Linked DNA regions of Oryctolagus cuniculus: region 1 is linked to region 2. A link is a contact called in public Hi-C data. All regions are on one chromosome and are shown on one strand. Each heading gives the region's core, a stretch centred on a gene start, on an enhancer-like site or on the middle of the called end of the contact. The rest is flanking DNA. Distances are from core to core; before and after follow the strand shown. Region 1 has its middle 100 kb from the start of PCLO. Region 2 has its middle 31 kb from the start of NIFK.

What was found. Hi-C and Micro-C count contacts between places; a contact is called where the count stands out from the background.
Region 1: a Hi-C map of an unstated tissue shows a contact between it and region 2, with 5 times the contacts expected there. The contact joins two enhancer-like sites. A contact is called at or near these places in 2 of 6 Hi-C or Micro-C datasets (ear pinna and an unstated tissue).

Annotation. Positions count from the first base shown.
Region 1 is chr3:128,929,356-128,934,880 of mOryCun1.1, reverse strand. No RefSeq gene overlaps it. Among named protein-coding and RNA genes, the nearest start is that of PCLO, 100 kb to the left of the region's middle. Within about 2 kb of position 3,425, at least 1 of the 8 cell types and tissues checked has an H3K27ac peak or open chromatin away from gene starts, as enhancers often do.
Region 2 is chr3:128,364,807-128,369,980 of mOryCun1.1, reverse strand. No RefSeq gene overlaps it. Among named protein-coding and RNA genes, the nearest start is that of NIFK, 31 kb to the right of the region's middle. Within about 2 kb of position 3,445, at least 1 of the 8 cell types and tissues checked has an H3K27ac peak or open chromatin away from gene starts, as enhancers often do.

The sequences.
Region 1 (5,525 bases), core at 2,176-4,675, 560 kb before region 2:
ATGAGAGGTAAAATAAAATATGGAAGCTGGGTGTGGTTCATTAATTGTGGCCAAGATAGTAACATGAGGTGTTAGTGGGGGAAATGAGGTGGAGAGTATACAGGAACCCTTTGTGTTGCTTCCTCACAATTTCTGTTTTATAAACTTTAAATGCTTCTCAAATAAAATGTTCATAAAAAGAATGCTTGAGCTGAGGACTATCATAGTGTGTCTCCAAGGTGGCTGTACTCCAGAGCTCTCTCCCGACAGGCCCCTCGGGATTCCCACAGTCAAGTAGGGCAACAGGAGAAAAATCGAGCCAACATATGAGGGACTCCTCCATCATAAGCAGCTATAACAGAAACAGTGGATTTCTGAATTAGACCACCAAAGATATCACAAGGTGGGATCATCAGGAGTAGAACAAAAAGTTGAGCATTTTAGATGTCTACAGAAATAGAAAAGGGAAATTAAAAACTAAGCAGGGAACATAAAACTGACTAAAATTACAGATTTGACAGTCAAATGCAGTATCTCAAAATGAAAAATTGAATTCTTAAATTCTTAAAAGTGAAAAATGGCTTCAACCTCAGATTAAGCACAGCTACAAAAGAATTAGACAGAGGGGAAACAAGTTGACAGAATGACCCATAATGCAGCTCACAGACACAAGTAGTCAAATTTCTCCCAGGTCAACTCTTGGAGAAGGGTCATGAACAGGATCATGAGGACAGCAGATCTAACACTGAGCTGGCAGGGGTGTGGGGGTGCCTGCCTGCTGCAATCACACCCTGGCTGCCAAGACCTCAAGTCATCTTTGAAAAGGAATAGGGGAGAATTTGGAGGCAAGACTCGTCTTTGTGATTTGAACCTGGTGATTCCCCTAAAAAGCCTTAGCGTCTGAGTATTTACCTAAACCTAAGTCTTTTTGGGAGAGGTTCTGTTTCCAGTCCATTCCTTGCAGGCAAATCACTTCTCCTTTATGGGTTTATCATGTTGGTCAGGGGTCTCAGGTCACTGCTAACTCTAACATCTGTCACTTTATGAAGGATGCCCCATTGGTCCTACCAGCTCCACCTCTGTACCCAGGCTGAGCCAGAGATCAAGGGATGCTTAGAGAGAGCTCCATTACCTCTGTGTCTCCAAAGCACCAATGCAGAGATTAAAGTTTCACCATTAATGAATCACTTCTTCCGAGTGCCTGCCTGGATTCCAGTACTTTTTTTTCCTCAAATGTCCCAAGAAAAGCATAATATCTGAAGTTAGCATAAGTGGTAACAACTCAATGTGAGTTCTTCTAACACATCCTTTCCAACAGGACCACAGCCCACAAGATGGATTTGGTGGTGGGAGGAAAGAGTCACAGCCCCAGAGAAGAAGGGGACATTCTGCCCCCTAATCCTGTGTGCAAAAGGAGCAAAGTTGCCTTTCTTTTCTCTTTTTTTATTTAGTTTTTAAAAATCTAACAGAAGTATTGTAATCCATAAGCTGTACTTTGGAAATTTATATTCATTAAATAAAAGTTAAAAAAATCTAACAGAAGTATAAAATTGCACATATTTATGTACTGTGTTATGTTGCAATACATCTAAGTTACTAAGCAAAGATTCTGCAGCCTCCTTTGTGCATTGGAAAACTGCTGCCTCCTTTGTGCATTGGAAAACATCCCTTACTCCTCCATCTTCACTCTGAACAAGCCAAAATCTGTGTTGCCAGCAGGTGGCAGTGCAGGGTCAAAAATGAACATTACTTGGGGCTGGTGTTGTGGCTGAGTTAAGCTGTCACCTGTAACAGGAGCATCCAATATCAGAGGGCCCTGTTTCCAATCCATTTCCCTGCTAATGTGCCTGAGAAGGAAGCCCAGGATGGCCCAAGTACTTGGCTCCCTGCTACGCATTGGGAGACCTAGGCTTGGATATGGACCAGCCGTGGCCATTGTGACCAGCTGGGGAGTGAATCAGGAGAGGGAAGATCCATCTCCACCTCTCCCTCCCTCTCCCTCTCCCTCTCCCTCTCCCTCTCCCTCTCCCTCTCCCTCTCCCTCTCCTCTCCCATCTTTTCAAATAAATAAATACTTTAAAAAAAAACACAAATCATAATAATGGCTAATATTGACTGAGCTCTTCTAAAAACTGAGCATTTCTGCAAGACTGCAAGGTTTTGAGTTCAACTGGCATCTTCTCAGGATGGCTTAGGTGTCTAGTTTGGGGCAGGGGACACAGGCAGTAGGGGCAGCTGAATGTGGACACACTCTCAGCTCTTAGAAGGTGCACCTAGTGGTGGGCACAAAAGCCAGGGAAAGCAGCATCTATAGGCTGGGGCACATCAGGATTTGTCTTGTCTGACTTCTGCAGGAATGCATTGGAGGATGAGAAGAGAATTCAGGTGCCAGGGAAAATCACCACCTGCAACTTCAGCATCCCATGTTGGCACTGGTTTGAGTCCCTGCTGCTGCACTTCTAATCCAGCTCCCTGCTGATGAGCCTGAGAAATGCAGCGGAAGATGGCCCAAGTGCTTGGGACTCTGCCACCCATGTAAGAGACCTGAAACAAGCTTCTGGCTCCTGACTTTGGCTTGGCCCATCCCTGGACATTGTGGCCATCTGGGGAGTAAACTAGTGGGTGGAAGATCTCCTCCTTCTCCCTCTCCCTCTCCCTCTCCCTCTCCCTCTCCCTCTCCCTCTCCCTCTCCCTCTCCCTCTCCCTCTCCCTCTCCCTCTCCCTCTCCCTCTCCCTCTTCTGTAACTGACTGTCAGGTATATAAGTAAATATTTAAAAGGAAGGAAGGAGGGAGGGAGGGAGGGAAGGAAGGGAAAGAAGGAAGGGAGGGAGGGAGGGAGGGTGGGAGGGAGGGATGTAGAGGAAAGGAAAAGAGACCTCATGGCAGAAACGTTTTAGACCTTTTGGGGCCTGCCTCCAAGGGTTGCAACTTGCATCTCTGCAGGTGGGGGAATTGATGGCTTCATATTCTGAGACTGTGGCATACTGTGGGACAGGGATAGACCCTGGACCCCAGATAGGACAGAGCTAGAAGGAGCAGCTGGGACTGGGGAGCCAGTCTGAGGCCTTGCTTTTCAGGTCTCAGGGACAGTTGGTTATCAACTCCCCCAGGGGGACAAATCCTTTGTTGCAAGAGCCTTACAGGGGTGAGCTCGGGGTTAGGCAGGGCAAGGCCAGTCCCACCCTGCCCTGAACTCCCTTCATCCCCATCCTGTTTGGGTGGCTTGCTAACACATTTTCTCCCAGGCTCCTCTGGGCAGCCTTGGCACCCCACATGCCCTCAGCAAGCCCTCAGCCTGCTGCCCCTGTCCTTTGCCTCACCTGGCTCAGGTAGCCCTCAGGAACAAGGGGGAGAAGTGAACTACTTGGAGCAAAGACTCCACTCAGACACCTTCCACCCTGCAAGGACAGAACTGCAGCCCTGGGGAAGCCACAGAAGCCAAGCCCACACGGGGCCACCTGACCTGTGAGACTTCACCCGATTGGGCAGGGCCTGCTCTCCTGTGGTGCCACCTGCACAGTGAGCCTGACCTGACACAGCATTTCCCCAGCTCATCTATCAGCTCATGGGAACTCTGGACATGTAGTAAACTGCTCATGTTCCAGGGAGGGCTACACAGCACTCCAGCCAAGTCTCACTTTGTTAAGTTTGAGACAGGCCACGTTAACCAGAGGACAACAGACGACAGGGACCCTGGCCTTGAGAGCAGAGTTTCTGCCCACCTCACCTGTTGGGAGGCACAAGTGAAGCCTTGGAGGGAACACAAGAAGCAGTCAGATAGGCATCAGGGGACTCCAGCTGCTCCCGGTTCTGAGGCTCCTTCAGCCTTCACTGGGAAATGTGCTCCCTTATTTCTTCCCTCGGCCTGTGAGGACACCAAGCTGCAGCCCCTCTGGGTGATTGTAACAGACAGAAAATAATGGCCCCAAAGGTATTTGTGTCCTAATCCCCAGATCCTGGATCGTGAGACTGCCCATGGCAAAAATGGGTTTTGCAGATGTGCCTGAATTAAGGATCTTGAGATGGGGAGCTGAGCCTGCAGTGTCCTGGGAGCATCCATTGTAAGCACGAGGGTCCTTCTAAAAGCCAGGCAGGAGGGTCAGTGTTAGCGACAGAGGGAGCTGGAGAAGACACGCCACTGGCTTTGCAGATGGAGCCAAGGAATGCGGGCAGCCTGTGAATGCTGACGAAGCCTGGGAAACGCATCATCTCCGAAAGCCTCCTGGAGGAACCAGGCCCACGCACACCATGGGCTTTCAGCCCAGAGAACTTCAAACCTAAAGAACAATAATACAAGAAAAGTGTGTTGGTTCAAACCACTCAGTTGGTAGCCGTGCATCATAGCAGCAACAGGAAATGAATTCAGTGGCCCGGCTGGCAAAGTTACTCTCACCATGGTTCCTGCTGAGTGGACCCCGGGAGACACAGGCAGGAGCAACACCGAGATTGTGCGACGCCAAGCAAACCCCTCTCCTCTCAGAGCCCCCACCCCACCTGGTGTACAATGGGAATGGTCACTGCGCCAGCATCAAACGTACATCTGGGAGTCAGGCGGCTTTTCCCAGAGAGTTTCTTTCCTTTCCAACCCCACCAGAGACCCAAAGTGCCCCTGAGAGAACTTGGGCAGATGAGCTTCCCTGGACCCCAGACTAAGGCCCACCCTCAGCTAAAGAGTTCTGACAAATCTTAAATTCCTCGTACGGCACCCTGTCTGCCACTCAAATCTTGGTGGCTCTGTGCTCACCATTAGGGAACTATGAACAACGGCATCACAGCCATGAGTCCTGACGTCACCCCAGTGCATCCACTGCACACCATGCCTGTGATTGATTCATTAGAGTTGTTTTCTTGTCCAGAGCCAGTTTCCACTTCCAATAAGCCCAAGTGGAAGGGACAGCAAGTGTGTTCAAACAGGCTTTCCTCAGTTGGGAGCAGGATGGTATTGTCAGAAAGGCTTTTGTCTGGCCTTTTGGTTATATGGCATCCTCTGGGAAGAAGGGGATGGTGAAGGAACAGGCTGTGACCTGAGGGTACAGACATGCCTATCACATCCGCACCATCACCACCACTACCACCAAGGCATACCTGACCTCCTGGATGGTGCATTGTCTAAGACCCACCATTAACAATCACCTAGAACAGCCACGTTGATAACAGCCCCAGCTTTGAAGTTAGGCCAACCAGGTTCAAACCTATGAGCTGGATGATGTCAGACAAGTGGCTTAACCCCTCTGAGCCTCCGTTTCCTCAGTTAGTTTTCTGAGCTACATGCAAGTCCCTCTGCTTCCTCTCCAGGTAAGAATTGGACCTTGAGACCTACCATCAGTGTAAGGAATTCTGATCTTAGAGGGTGCTCTGTGCAGGGTAGCGGGGACCGCTCTCTCAGATCACTCCAGCTTGTTCCATCTACAAGTGAGACTAATGGATCAGAGCCTCCCCTGTGTGGCTCCTAGCGCCCTCTGCTGGCCTCGTCAGGAAAGACAATTGCAGCAAGTGGACACTGGGGTGAAGTGGACAAATTCCTTAAGTTTGACCACTGGGGTGT
Region 2 (5,174 bases), core at 2,196-4,695:
CAGTAGAGGATGGCCCAAGTGCTTGGACCCTTGCCACCCATGTGGGAGACCCGGAAGAAGCTCCTGGCTCCTGGCTTCAGCCTGGCTCAGACCTGGCCAGTGTGGCCATTTGGGGAGTGAACCAGCAGATGAAAGGTATCTCTCTCTCTCCTCTTTCTCTCTCTCTTTCTCTCTCTTTTTTCTCCCTCTCCCTCTGTAACTTTGCCTTTCAAATAAAAAAAAACAATCTTGCATGAGTTCAGGGGGACAAATCATATTCAAGCCATAGCAGGAGTTAAATGCAGAGGGGCAAGATGGAGAGCTTTGTAGTAGTGGTGATTTTACAACTTTATATATTTGTGGAAATTCACCATATTTTTTAATCTAAGACAGCTATATTTTGCTTTGTGTAAAGTATGCCTAAGTAAAGCTGATTTTACAAAATAAATAGGAACAAGAGTTCAGTGTTGCTGTGGATTCATTCTGAGAGGAGGAACGTGGTAGGGGCAAGAGGTGCGGAGTCACCACACAGACCCCGGGAGTCAGGTGAAAGAGCGCCAGAGGTGAGCAGCCCACAGACTCATTTATTTCAGTTGGTACAGCAGTTTATATAACTGTGGCAGCCAATCCGGTCAAGGGGTGGTTTATGCCCTAACCAATCACAGCCTGTTGCCAGGCAGGCTCCTTTGCCATGTGGTTTCCAAAGCCATTCCTGAGTAACTGATGCTTGCTTGCCAGAGGCCATCTTGGCATGGCCTTCTCATTCCACCACAGTTTAGCAGTTAAGATGCCTGCTGCCAGGATCTAAATAAATTTAGAACACAAAATAGAAAAAAAAAAGAAATAAAAAGCATATAATAATGAAAAAAAATTTCTCACAGTCCGGAGGATTAGAGGATGATGAAGTGCAGCACACAGGTGCAGGACACAGAGGGGAGCATGGGTCAAGTTCCATGCAGTGTGGGGCTGTGTTTAGTGTGGTGTGGGGGAGATACCCTGACAGACTGAGAATTCTCAGGCCGGTGTTCTCCAACTTCGGAGAGCATCAGGACATCTTGGGGAATGTGAATTAACACAAAGGCCCTTGGGGCCAGCATTGGATACAACAGATTAAGCTACAGCCTATGATGCCAGATGCCAACATCCCATCTGGTTCAAGTCCTCGCTGCTCCACTTCTGATCAATCTCCCTGCTAATACACTTGGGAAAGCAGTGAAAGATGGTCCAAGTACCTGGACCCCTGACACTCACATGGGAGAGCCAGATGGAGTTCCAGACTTCTGGCTTTGGCCTAGATTAGCCCTGGCTTTTGTGGCCATTTGGGGAGTAAACTAGCAGATGGAAAATCTCTCTTTCTCTTCTCTCTCTCTCTCTCTCTCTGATAGCCTTTCAAATGAATAAATGCATCTGAAAAAAATTGTACAAAACTGGAATCAATTCAAACAACCATCACCTGGCGAATGGCAAAACCCAGGCTTCATTCACACAGTAGAAAACCTCCAGTGGCGGTAAACCCTCCGCCTGTAGTGCTGGCATCCCATATGGACGCCGGTTCAAGTCCCGGCTGCTCCACTTCTGATCCAGTTCTCTGCTATGGCCTGGGAAAGCAGTAGAAGATGGCCCGGATTCTTGGGCCTCTGTACCTGAGTGGGAAACCTGGAAGAAACTCCTGGCTCCTAATCAGCCCTGCTGTGGTTGTTGTGGACATTTGGGGAATGAACCAGCAGATGGAAGCCTTCTCTCTTTCTTTCTGCCTCTCTCTAACTGTCTTTCAAAAGAAGAAAGAAAGAAAGAAAGAAAGAAAGAAAGAAAGAAAGAAAGAAAGAAAGAAAGAAAGAAAGGAAGGAAGGAAGGAAGGAAGGAAGGAAGGAAGGAAGGAAGGAAGGAAGGAAGGAAGGAAGGAAGGAGAGAAAGAGAGAGGAAGGAAGGAAGGAAGGAAGGAAGGAAGGAAGGAAGGAAGGAAGGAAGGAAGGAAGGAAAAGTAGAGAAAGAGAAATGAAGGAAGGAAGAAAAAGGAAGGAAGGAGGGAAGGAAGGAAGGAAGGAAGGAAGGAAGGAAGGAAGGAAGGAAGGAAGAAGCCCCAAGCAATGAAAGCACACGCTGTGGCACAGGGATGCTCTGGAGAGGGTCACGCTCTGAGAAACATTAAAAACAAGTCCCTGCTGTGTGATGTCTGGCATATGGGATTACAGGAAAGGCTGACTGTAGGGTCAGAAATAAGATCAGGGTTGCCAGAAGCCAGGGGTGAGGGGAGGAGCCTGCTGGCAAAGAAGCTGGAGGTGTATTTTGGGGTTGATGAAAATGTTGCATCTTTTTTAAATTTATTTTTTTATTTGACAGGTAGAGTTATAGACAGCGAGAGAGAGACAGAGAGAAAGGTCTTCCTCCATTGGTTCACTCCCCTAATGGCCGCCAAAGCCAGCGCTGCGCCTATCTGAAGCCAGGAGCCGGGTGCTTCCTCCTGGTCTCCCATACGGTTGTAGGGACCCAAGCACTTGGACCATCCTTCACTGCCCTCCCAGGACACAGCAGAGAGCTGGACAGGAAGAGGAGCAACCAGGACTAGTACCCGGCACCCCAACCGGGACTAGAACCTGGAAAATGTTGCATCTTGATTGAAGTGCTGGCTGCCCAAGCATGTGCATTTGTCAGAACTCATTCAATGGCACACTTTAAGTTTTCAAATAAAATGTTTTGCATGTAAATTATATTTCCATAAAGCTGATTTAAAAAAAAATAAAGCTATCTTTTTATTTGCAAAGCAGAGAGTGAGCAAGCTCCTATCTATCAGTTTACTACTTAAATACCAAAAATAACTGCGACTGGGTGGGACCAAAGCCAGGAGCTGGGAACTCCATCCAGGTCTCCCACATGAGTAGCAGGAAAGCAACTATTTGAACCATCATAGCTGTCTCCCAAGGTCTGCATTAGCAGAAAACTGGAGTCGACAATCAGAGCTGGGGAATTGAACCACGAGGCTAGATACTTGGCTTTGATTTTTTACAAGGAGAGGCAAAGATAATGAATGCTTTAAGAGTACCAAGAAGGGGGACATCATTTACAATGTTTTTACCTATTTAAATTAAATTAAAAAGTTTTCCATTCTTTTATTTAAGAGGGAGCAAGTGGCAGGAAGTTACTGAACATAGGACTTTGGCCCAACAAATATAGGGGATACTCCTTTGCCTGCATATGAGAGTGGTTCCAAACATATATGGAAAATAAAAACAAAAGATAGTTTATTTTGGTGAAAAATTTGAAATCCATGCATAGTTTTTTCATAATATACATTTTCATGATTTTTTGATGAAAAAAATTCATGAATTTTTTTTCACACCAAAATAAGCTTACTTTTTGATTTCATTTTTATGATACATATCATTTCATGGCACATCCTCATACGAGTGCTGCCACCTTGAGCCAGTCATCTGGGCCTCAGTCTCTGCTTGTCTGCCTGGTAGTTTTGCATGAACAAAATAAAGCAAACCTCACAGTCACACATGAATATCTTATGGGCCCACATATGAGATAAGTACACTAAAAGCTTCTACCAGGAGCTGGGATGTATTTTAAGTAACACCAACCTCCCCAGCAGCAAATTCCATGAATAAAGTGATTTGAAAGCCTTCTTGTTTTTGAAGTACATGTGGGATGCTTCTATGCATTGGAAAGCAGAACAAATTTGTAATTTCTGAAAACATGACTTTGGGAAGGAAAACATAAAGAAAAATGCTACCACTGGTAAAGCCCTGGCTGCCTGATCCATGTAGCATCTGGTGGAGCAGTCAACTGCAGCCTCACGCTCCTTTACAAGTGGCGGTGATGGCCTCACACTCCCAGGCTGTTACCACAGAAGGTCAGCATTCCTGTTGGGTGCTGGGAAATTCCTCAGAGTACCTGCTCTGTGATAAACAGGCAGCGGTGGGAATGCAGAACAAGGAAAGACAGGCTGAAGTATGCAGACCATGCTTACAATGTAACCAGGTGGAGGGGTCTTCTGCCACACTAAGTGTGGACAGAGTGTGTGGGGGCTGCCTTGCATTTTATTAGCAAGTGCCAGCCCTGTCCTCAGAGCCTGCTGAGACTCTCCAAAGTGCTCTGAAGGGTGTGACGGCAACAACACCTGCTGCCCAGAAGACACAGAAGGAGGCCTCTGATGCCCGGTTGCTAGGGCTCACAGGAAAGTTCTTTGGTCCACTCCCGCAGGACCAGGGCTTCTTCCTTCCCTCCATGGCACATCTTCCTTCCCTCCATGGCACTTGAGCTCCTACAATTATTTTGAATCTGCAGTTTAAATAAAAATCTGGGGGCTGGCGTTGTGGCATAGTGTGTAAACCTGGGCTTGAGATGCTGGCTTCCCACATAGGCACTGGTTCCAGTCCAAGCTGCTCCACTTCCGATCCAGCTCCCTGCTAATGCACCTGGGAAAGTGGTGGAAGATGGCCCAAGTGCTTGGGCCCCTGCACCCACGTGGGCGACCTGGAAGAAGCTCCTGGCTCCTGGCTTTGGATTGGCTCAGCTCTAGTCATTGTGGCCATCTGGGGAGTGAACCACCAAATAGAAGATTCTTTCTTTCTTTCTTTCTTTCTTTCTTTCTTTCTTTCTTTCTTTCTTTCTTTCTTTCTTCCTTCCTTCCTTCCTTCCTTCCTTCCTTCCTTCCTTCCTTCCTTCCTTCCTTCCTTCCTTCCTCTCTCTCTCTCTTTCTAACTCTACCTCTCAAGTATAAAAAAAAAGTCTTGGAGCCAGCGCTGTGGCGTAGCGGGTAAAGCCACCACCTGCAGTGCTGGCATCCCATATGGGCGCCAGTTTTAGTCCCGCCTGCTCCACTTCCGATCCAGCTCTTTGCTATGGCCTAGGAAAGCAGTAGAGGATGGCCCAAGTCCTTGGGCCCCTTCCCTCATGCGGGAGACCCGGAGGAAGCTCCTGGCTCCTGGTTTTGGATGGGCGCAGCTCCAGCCATTGCAGATGTGAACCAGCAGATGGAAAACCTCTCTCTCTCTCTCTCTCTCTCTCTCTCTCTCTCTCTGCCACTGCTTCTCTCTCTGTGTAACTCTGACTTTCAAATAAATAAATAAATAAATAAATAAATCTTTTTAAAAAGAGTCTGTGGCTTGATTTAGGATGTTTTTACTGCCTACGACAGAAATCAAATTCAAACTAGATTGGAGGGGGGTGGATTATTAACACATCTTACT